Linked DNA regions of Mus musculus: all the other regions are linked to region 2. A link is a contact called in public Hi-C and HiChIP or PLAC-seq data. All regions are on one chromosome and are shown on one strand. The core of a region is the stretch at or near the end of the contact, and the rest is flanking DNA. Distances in the headings are between cores, read along the strand shown. Region 1 holds the start of Pi15 (peptidase inhibitor 15). Region 2 holds the start of Ly96 (lymphocyte antigen 96). Region 3 has its middle 42 kb from the start of Sbspon.

What was found. Hi-C and Micro-C count contacts between places; a contact is called where the count stands out from the background. HiChIP or PLAC-seq counts read pairs in DNA pulled down with a chosen protein or histone mark.
Region 1: a contact with region 2 is called in a Hi-C map of adipose-derived mesenchymal stem cells, with 2.9 times the contacts expected there. The contact joins the promoter of Pi15 here to the promoter of Ly96 in region 2.
Region 3: an H3K27ac HiChIP or PLAC-seq map of bone marrow-derived dendritic cells shows a contact between it and region 2, with 2.9 times the contacts expected there. The contact joins the enhancer-like site here to the promoter of Ly96 in region 2. A contact is called at or near these places in 3 of 115 datasets of contacts at active chromatin or transcription factors (bone marrow-derived dendritic cells, double positive thymocytes and large pre-B cells) and 1 of 9 other capture datasets (liver).

Annotation. Positions count from the first base shown.
Region 1 is chr1:17,600,526-17,603,225 of GRCm38.p6, forward strand. Pi15 (peptidase inhibitor 15) reads left to right here and starts at 1,376. Exons shown (of 6, transcript NM_053191.2): 1 at 1,376-1,517; 2 at 2,052-2,359. The coding sequence starts at 2,054.
Region 2 is chr1:16,687,195-16,689,938 of GRCm38.p6, forward strand. Ly96 (lymphocyte antigen 96) reads left to right here and starts at 1,262. Exons shown (of 5, transcript NM_016923.2): 1 at 1,262-1,425. The coding sequence starts at 1,314.
Region 3 is chr1:15,848,963-15,851,662 of GRCm38.p6, forward strand. No RefSeq gene overlaps it. Among named protein-coding and RNA genes, the nearest start is that of Sbspon, 42 kb to the right of the region's middle. Within about 2 kb of position 1,294, at least 34 of the 459 cell types and tissues checked have an H3K27ac peak or open chromatin away from gene starts, as enhancers often do. A contact at or near this core is called in double positive thymocytes, where this site is marked.

The sequences.
Region 1 (2,700 bases), core at 126-2,625, 910 kb after region 2:
GCTTGCTGCCTCATCACAGCTCACTCAGAGGCACTTCTGACTCAGATTCTTAACTGCCTTCTTCAGAAATCTATTTAAGGCTCCCTCTCCAAAGGGTGCATATCTTTTCTCTATCATTTTAAAATTTACTCACAAAGAGTTAAAGGCAGGCATTGGGTCACACAGATTGAGAGTGATCTGAGTGGGAGCAAATCCTAGGAGACCTGGATTCCAGTCCAGTCTGCCACATACTCATTGGTTTGATGGCTGTGAATTCACATGATGCTCACCCTGCAAAAACATGCTGACGACAGTTCCATCAGTAGGCTGAGCAAATATGTTTGTGTTTTTCTGAATACCTGTTCTGACTGGTTGTAAATGGTCCAGATTTTGTTAGTGAGAAAATGGCACATAACATTTCAGGGGATCTTTTCATTACAGATTACAATAGTATTATTTGCATTCTTTCTCTGCCTTTGCCAGATGTGGATTTTGCTTCAGTGGCATCTTCTCAGTAAGTCCTTTTTGGCTGCTGCTGCTGCTGTATGATTCTTCATGGTCTCCATTGTACTATATAATGATATGATGGGGAAGCTCAATTTTTCCTTGCTTGAAATTTCAGGTATATGTTACTAAGCCTGGAACAGATGTTATCTTGGCTTCTGTCATTTGCTGTGAGTTTTATTTCACATTTTACACAAGGCAGATAGAAAGCAGGTAATTAGCTAACTGTACTGTTTTGGAGAAAGAAAAAAAGGAGTGAAGATGGAATGAGAAGAGATAAATATATAAATTGCAGGAATAAAACCACATGGAGACGGACAGCACAGCCACTAGAGCATGTATTATCCTAACATCATAAGCTATAGTTTGGTTACTACTGACTTGCCTGGAATCCTCGTGAATAATATTTGTGGCCACCCAGACTAACTGTGTGAGTCGATCTCTTGATTTAATATCAGCATGATTTTTTAGCTCCTATGTCATTTGCTGGCATCTAAACAGAAAATGTACTGCTTGTTACTCAGGCATCTGTGTTTTCAAGAACCCACAGTCTTTTAATTCCTCCCCCCCCCCCTTCTTCCTTTCCCTTGTCTTTTTGGTATGGGAGCCAGGAGCTAGAGCATACTAAGAAAGAAAAATTAACCACTCACTGAAAAGGTAGAAAAGGGGGGTGTCTCATGATTTGTGCTTTGTAAGCTGTGGGTGTGACTCAATTTCCTCACTGCCACATAAAAAGGTTGCCACCCAATCTCTGTTGTTGGTTGTTTTTTTTTTTTTTTCTTTTCTGTCCCAAGCCCCTCCCCTTGGATTTTGGCTGAGAGACCCTAAGAGAGCCTGCCCTTTCTGGACTTTGCAAACTGACATATAAAAGCTGTTAGCTGTTTCTGTAGCCAGCAGCATTCAAATCTTGCAGACTCTTGCACTCTGAGAGCTTGTAATAAGACATACTCCTCTTACAAGAGTTGATGCTACAACATAACAAAGAAACTTACGTTGTTGGAGGAGCAGTGTATTCATTTTGGCATTGTGCAGAGGTAAGCTACTTGGATTAACTAGATTTTATTGCATGAATTATCTTAAAGCAGTTTACATCATTTTCCCCCTTAGCAGTGAGACTGGGTTTCTGTACTACCCTATGTCACTCGGTATGCAGAATGTCTGGGACAAATTATCAGCACATTTGCTGTGGCTACCTATATTTGTCTTCTTCATTCTCAGGGTCAGCTTGGGTTGCTAAAGATTCCTGGCTGGAAACAGGCATTGTAGTAATGTGTCTTGCAGTTCAAGCATTTGGGCAAAGTATTCCCATTCATTTTAAACGGAATGTTCATGGTTTCTTTCTTTAACTCTAGAAAGTTCCTTTTAAGAGGTATGACGCATAGCATACCCAAATGAAATTACATTAGATTCAGGCAACAATTTTGAGGATTTTGGGAGAATGTCCATCCACACAATTCTCCCTAGAGATGACAATGTAAATTCATACCCTATTGCTCTTTTCTGATTGCTTGTTTGTTGTTTGATTGATTTTGTAAAGGCTCTAACTCTACACTGTTTTTGCTTCAAAGCAATGCAAAGCTGGAGGACTTCTCCATCCCTGAAAATGATAATGAACTCTGCAGTCAGCCTTGTGATTCTTTTGTCCCTTCTCTGTGAAGCACATACTGTCGTTTTACTAAATCCCACTGACTCATCTCTGCCAGCCAATAACTTCACTGATACTGAAGCCGCCCTCAGCACACCACTAGAGTCTGCGGATATCCCCAAAGCCAGGCGGAAGCGTTACATTTCTCAGAATGACATGATCGCCATTCTCGATTATCATAATCAAGTCCGGGGCAAAGTGTTCCCACCAGCAGCAAACATGGAATATATGGTAAGAGGAATTTGTCCTTTCTTGAGAAAGCTTTCCTTTGTGTGTTAAAAAGATCTAAATGGACCACAGTGCATGTTTGCCAAGGGATACAGTATACATGTTTGAACAACCTATGAATGTTTTTTAATGTATCTTCTAATGTTAAATTGTGTTCTTTTACGGATTAATGTATGTGAGACAGACAGGACAGGTGGATCTATATAGATTTTCTTCTGTGAGTTCCATAACCACATGAGACACATTTTCTATAAGGAGGAAAACAATTGGGTATACTGACTGCCCACATTTGGAAAGTCATTTTTCAGAGCATAATTCATGAGGTTTTTGTTTGTTTGTTTGTT
Region 2 (2,744 bases), core at 12-2,511:
ACCATATTATGCTAATGCATATTTGGGTGTGTATATAATTATACATTATATAATTATTATTTGGGTCCATTATGGAAATGGGCATATATAGTAGGAAAAATATTAAATGACATAATCTATTGATCAAAATAAAGAACCATCAAAACTATGCCCCTTGATTCAAGTGCCTCCTTCCTTTAGGCTTGATGAAAAGAGGCCCCTCACAGTCACCCAGTGGCCGGGAGTATCCTCAGGTGACCCATTGCTCTCACAGTATGCTCTGATCTTTCTATTGTTTTGCTTTAAATACAATTGCCTTGCTACCTTAACAGTTCTTAGTGAGCAGTTGAGTGTCACCACTAGAACCGGATTGTAGGCCACAGCTGTAAGCCTTCTTGGCTGCTAACCCTAAAGTAAGAGTCTGTAAAAGCCGTGCAGCTGAAGGAAGCACACTTTTCTAAAGTAGTCTTTGAATGAAATACACGCCAGAACAAAACAGCTTTTTCTTTCTTTTTTTTTTTTTTTTTTTAATTACTGGAACTCACACTTTTACCTCAAGATGCTACTCTGTGGAAGAGCTCTAGAGTCCAGCACCAACCCCACCCCCAACTCAACACTATTGCCTCAAGTTCAACCTTCCTTTTGAGTGCATTCTCAAAACTGGTGAGGTCCCAGCTGGGAATTGCTACTGACCCCGTGTAGGGGTCATCTTGCCTGTCTGTTTTGTGGCTGAACCTGTTTGTACTTGAGTAGAAATTGAGAGGGGGTAGGGGAGAGAAATCAGCTTAGATAGCTAGATGCAGCTTTCTAGGTCAGGAGAAACCGTTGTATGAGGAGGAGTGTGTGGGAGGGAGTGGCCAGCACACAGAAAAGTAGTATACCGGTGGACTTTCTTTCTTGAGACAGGATCTCACCTTATAGCTCTGGCTGTCCTGGAACTCACTATCTGGAGAAGGCTAACCTGGAACTCACAGAGATCCGCCTGTCAAGTACTGGGTGTGTGTACTACGGCTAGTGGACTTCCTTTTAAGTAAGGGTTTCCTGTAAGGCAGCTAATTGTCTCCCTGAAAATGTGCTGTTTTAAAGTGCTGGATACTTTAGTTTACACTGAGTATTAAGAAACAGTATATTCTAAGTCATTTTTTTCTTCTCTTGCCTTACAGGAAGTGCTCAGATATGAAAACAAATGCACAGTCACACATGCAAATAAAAAGAGGAAGCAGTTGGATGGGAGCTTCCAAATCACATGACTGCTGACTAAGTTAAATCTGTCCTCCTTACTGTCGAGTCCGATGGTCTTCCTGGCGAGTTTAAAGTATCGGAGATATTAAATCATGTTGCCATTTATTCTCTTTTCGACGCTGCTTTCTCCCATATTGACTGAATCTGAGAAGCAACAGTGGTTCTGCAACTCCTCCGATGCAATTATTTCCTACAGTTATTGTGGTAAGTGGCCCGGCAACAAAGAGCTGCGGCGCCAACTATTTCGAGAGAAAGTTTCCACTGAACCTGAAGCTGGAGGGCTGGCAGGAACGCTGCTCCAGCAGTGAGCCCGCTGCGGTGTGGGGTGGGGGTGGAGCAATGCCGACCACTTCCGGGTGCGGATCATCCTTTCCCTCTCCCAACCCCCCCCCCCCCCCCCGCGTTTCCCCAGGACCTCTGAATTGCTTTTTACCTCTGTTGCTGTCTTGTGGTTAAGCTCTCTCCACTCGGAGCTCGGTTTCAGGTTCTTCTTAGTTCTAGTTTGCTTCTGAGTACCAGCCCCGACACAAACTGGTTCCTCTTGAGGAGGCTAACCCACAGTGCTTCCTGGTGGGGTTGTAGCTCCAGCCTGTGGTCCTAGAGTGCTCTTGGAAGCATCCTTCTTCCTCCCCAACTGTGTGACCTTGAGCAAAATACTTAGACATTCTCAGCCTCACTTTTTTTTTAATTTGCAAAATGAAAGTTATTTTAGAATTCACTGTATGAGTCACTTGACAAATAATGATTTTATTTGATTTCGAATAGTGATTTTTAGATTTATGCAGTAATTATTACTCTATTGAAATCTGTTTTGAGACAGGGTCTTTCTATATAGCTGTAACTACCTGGAATTCACTATATAGGACAGGCTGGGTTGGAAATCATAGAGATCTGCCTGCCTCTACCTCCTGGAATTAAAGGCATACGTTGCCACGCCCAGCTTATTTTATTATTTTTTTCAAAGTATCACTATATAACATTGGCTGGCCGGGAACTCATAGAGATTGATACATATGCCTCTGCCTTTTGAGTTATTTGCTTATTTTTTTGAGACAGTGCCTTATTCTGTAGTACAGGCTGCCTAGAACTGACTATATAGCTTATGCTAGCCTCAAACTCATGCTCCCCGTTGCCTCGACCTCTCCAGTGCTAGAGTTGCAGATATTTTTCAGCTGAGCTAAACTCTGGTGCCATTGGATCATAGTTAACGCTATGGCCACATTACAACTTGTCATTAACAAATGCCTGGGACCAGAAAACCTAGTACAGGGCTTGAGAGCTGTTTCAATCTGTTTCCTCTTTCTGCTGCTCGCTCCGTTAGTTGTCCATTTTCTGCCCCTTCTAGGAATGTCTTCGTGGCTGGAAGGTGGTGCCTTCCAAAATGACAGTTCTAGGAAAAGCAAGATCATAGCCTAGTTGTCTGAAAGTGGAGCAGGGAATTTATAAATGTACTTTGAGAACTCCTGCATTGCAAATTGGTTATTTTGGGGGACTGGCTTGTCCCCAAACACTCTGACTGGGAC
Region 3 (2,700 bases), core at 44-2,543, 840 kb before region 2:
CTTTCTCCCGCTACCAGGTATTCTGAAAAGCCGATAGGGAATAGCAATCCTGTGATGAATAGTTTTGTGGAGAACTTAGGTGTTGTGAACTTGAAATTCTGAATAGGAAGGAGGTTACAAGTATGTTTAACACTTTAATCTCAGGGAACTGAACTCTTAAGACTGTTATAGATCACATACTGTGTGTGTGCAGGCACAGCAGGAGATCAAAAGTAAGGTTGTAGGTCAACGTCCCCAAGCCTCTTAAAACTCCCACGGCTTCATGTCTATAATCCCAGCTCTTGGGAAGCTGAAGTAGGAGGACCGCCATGAATTCATGGCTAGCCTGGCTGTGTAACATGAACTGGCCCCATTGTGTATTCCCAGATCATTCCTCACATGAATTATTTATTATTTTTTTTAAGACTCCTGAATGGCACTTAATGAAGGGCTCATTCCGTGTTCCTCAGCCATCCTCCATCAAGGTTTTACTCCGCAGCTGTTAGGTACCTGTTTGGGGAGTCTTCCTTCTTCCTCACCTCCTTCTGAATAGCCTACTTATGTCTTCTCCATTCTGTGGCCACTTAACCTTGGCTGAAGTGATCACAACTCTCCTACTCCTGCATGACTCCTCACTCCCTCTCCTCCTCGACTTTATTCCATTTAATTCTTGCTGTATTTGTTTATTCTGCAGGCCAGTTAGCCTCAAACTTCAGACTCTGGAGTACCAGGGTTACAAATGTAAGTAGCACACTAGGCAGGCCCGTCCCTTTAATTGGTTCGTTGACATTGACAGTTTATTGGTTGACTGAGTTGGTTTTAGTTTACCATTCAGTCTAACAATCTTTTGAGTATTTTTGATTCTTTACATATAGGTTGATGCTGAACAAAATAAAACTAGCCAGAAACCAAAATGGTGGCTCTCTCCTTATAACCAGATCTGAAGCAAGGGAGCCAGCTTGTGCTGCAGTGTAAGGCCTGTCTCAGAACAGTGATAGAGAGATGACTCAGAAGTTAAAAGCTCTAGCTTTGTTTCCCCCCAGAGGACCCATACTTGATTCCCAGGATCCACGTGGTGTCTAACAACCGTCTATAACTTCAGTTCTAGAGTATCTGACCATCTTCTGACGTTTGTGGCCACTGTGTGCACATGGTAAAGACAAACATGCAAGCAAAATAACTATACATATAGAATAATTTTTTAAAATTAAAAGCTAGGACTGGAGAGCTGACTCGGTGGTTAAGAACATAACGGTCCTTGCAGAAGACCTGAGTTCAATTTCTAACTTCCAGTGGTTTACCACGTCCTGTAACTCCAACTGTAAGGGATCTGTTGATTTTGGCTTCTGCTGGCACCTGCACTCAAATGCACATACCAACACACATAAACTCAGACACATAATTGAAAATAAAAAACATTTAAAAAGAAAACCAACACATTGCGATTGTGAATTGCAGTAGATCCTGGGGTTATGGTTAAGTCATAAAAATGTAATGCAGTGGGGCTGGAGACAGCTCCGAAGTGAAGAGCACTAACTGCTCTTCCAGAGGTCCTGAGTTCATTTCCCAGCAACCACATGGTGGCTCACAACCATCTGTAATGGGCATCCGATGCCTTCTTCTGGTGTGTCTGAAGACAGCCACAGTATACCGACATACATAAAATAATTAAATGAATCTTTTAAAAAAAAAAAAAAGGTAATTCTGTAATGCAGGATAAAGGACACAAGAATCTGTAGTCAAGACAGGCCTTGAACCTGTGAGCCTTCTGCCTCAGATTTCCCAGTAGCTGGAATTACAGGTCTCTGCCACCATGCCCAGCCCATGTCACAAAATTGATAAAATTAAAAAAGAAAAAAAGTATTATTATGTTGCTGTGGCTTCCTTGAGAAATGCCCCTGGAGACTCTTGTGTTTGAGCCTTCACTTGGTGGCAATGGTTTTGGGAGGTTATGAAACAGTGAGGAGGTGGAGTCTCACTAAAGGAAGTGAGACACTAAAAGCAGGCTTTGAGGTTTTTATAGCCTGGCTTAAACCACACACACATCCACACCATCACAGATGGCATCCCTTCATACTCCATAGCCAAAATAAACCTTTCCTCGCTTAAACCTGCTTCCAGGAATGCATTTGGTTACAGTGAAGAGTAATATATTTTGACTAAAGACTTTATCCCACAGGCTCACGTTCTAGTAATTTAGGTGTAGTGGTAGTTGGCTATACCATTGCACAAAAGAGCACCCACTCAGGAGCTATCTAGATTCACAAATGAAAGATACACACATGCCAGTAAATTTTAATATGCCTTGATTCATTCAAAGGCTGGCAGTTCCAATTCTCGGCCCATCATACATTTTCCTCTAGTACTCCTGGCTCAACACTTTATAAACCTATGTTTTATCGTTGCTGCCAAGACATCTCTAGGGGCCACATTCCTTCTCACCTACATTTCAGATGATTTTCCTTCTGTAGCTATAAATCTGATCCCTCCAAATCATGGTGATTCTCCTCCTTTCTCCCAGTTCCTAGCCCTCACAAACCTAAAGGTCCCATTTCAGTCTACCTGCCCAGCCATTGGCTGTTGGCTCTTTATTGATCAATCAAAAACCCATTAGGAACAAGGACCTTTGGTGTTTGGACACGAAGATTCTGGGTTTCAGAGACCCAGATTGACTCAAAAGCATTAGAGTCAGTCCCCAACATTAGGTTTTCAGCAGACAGG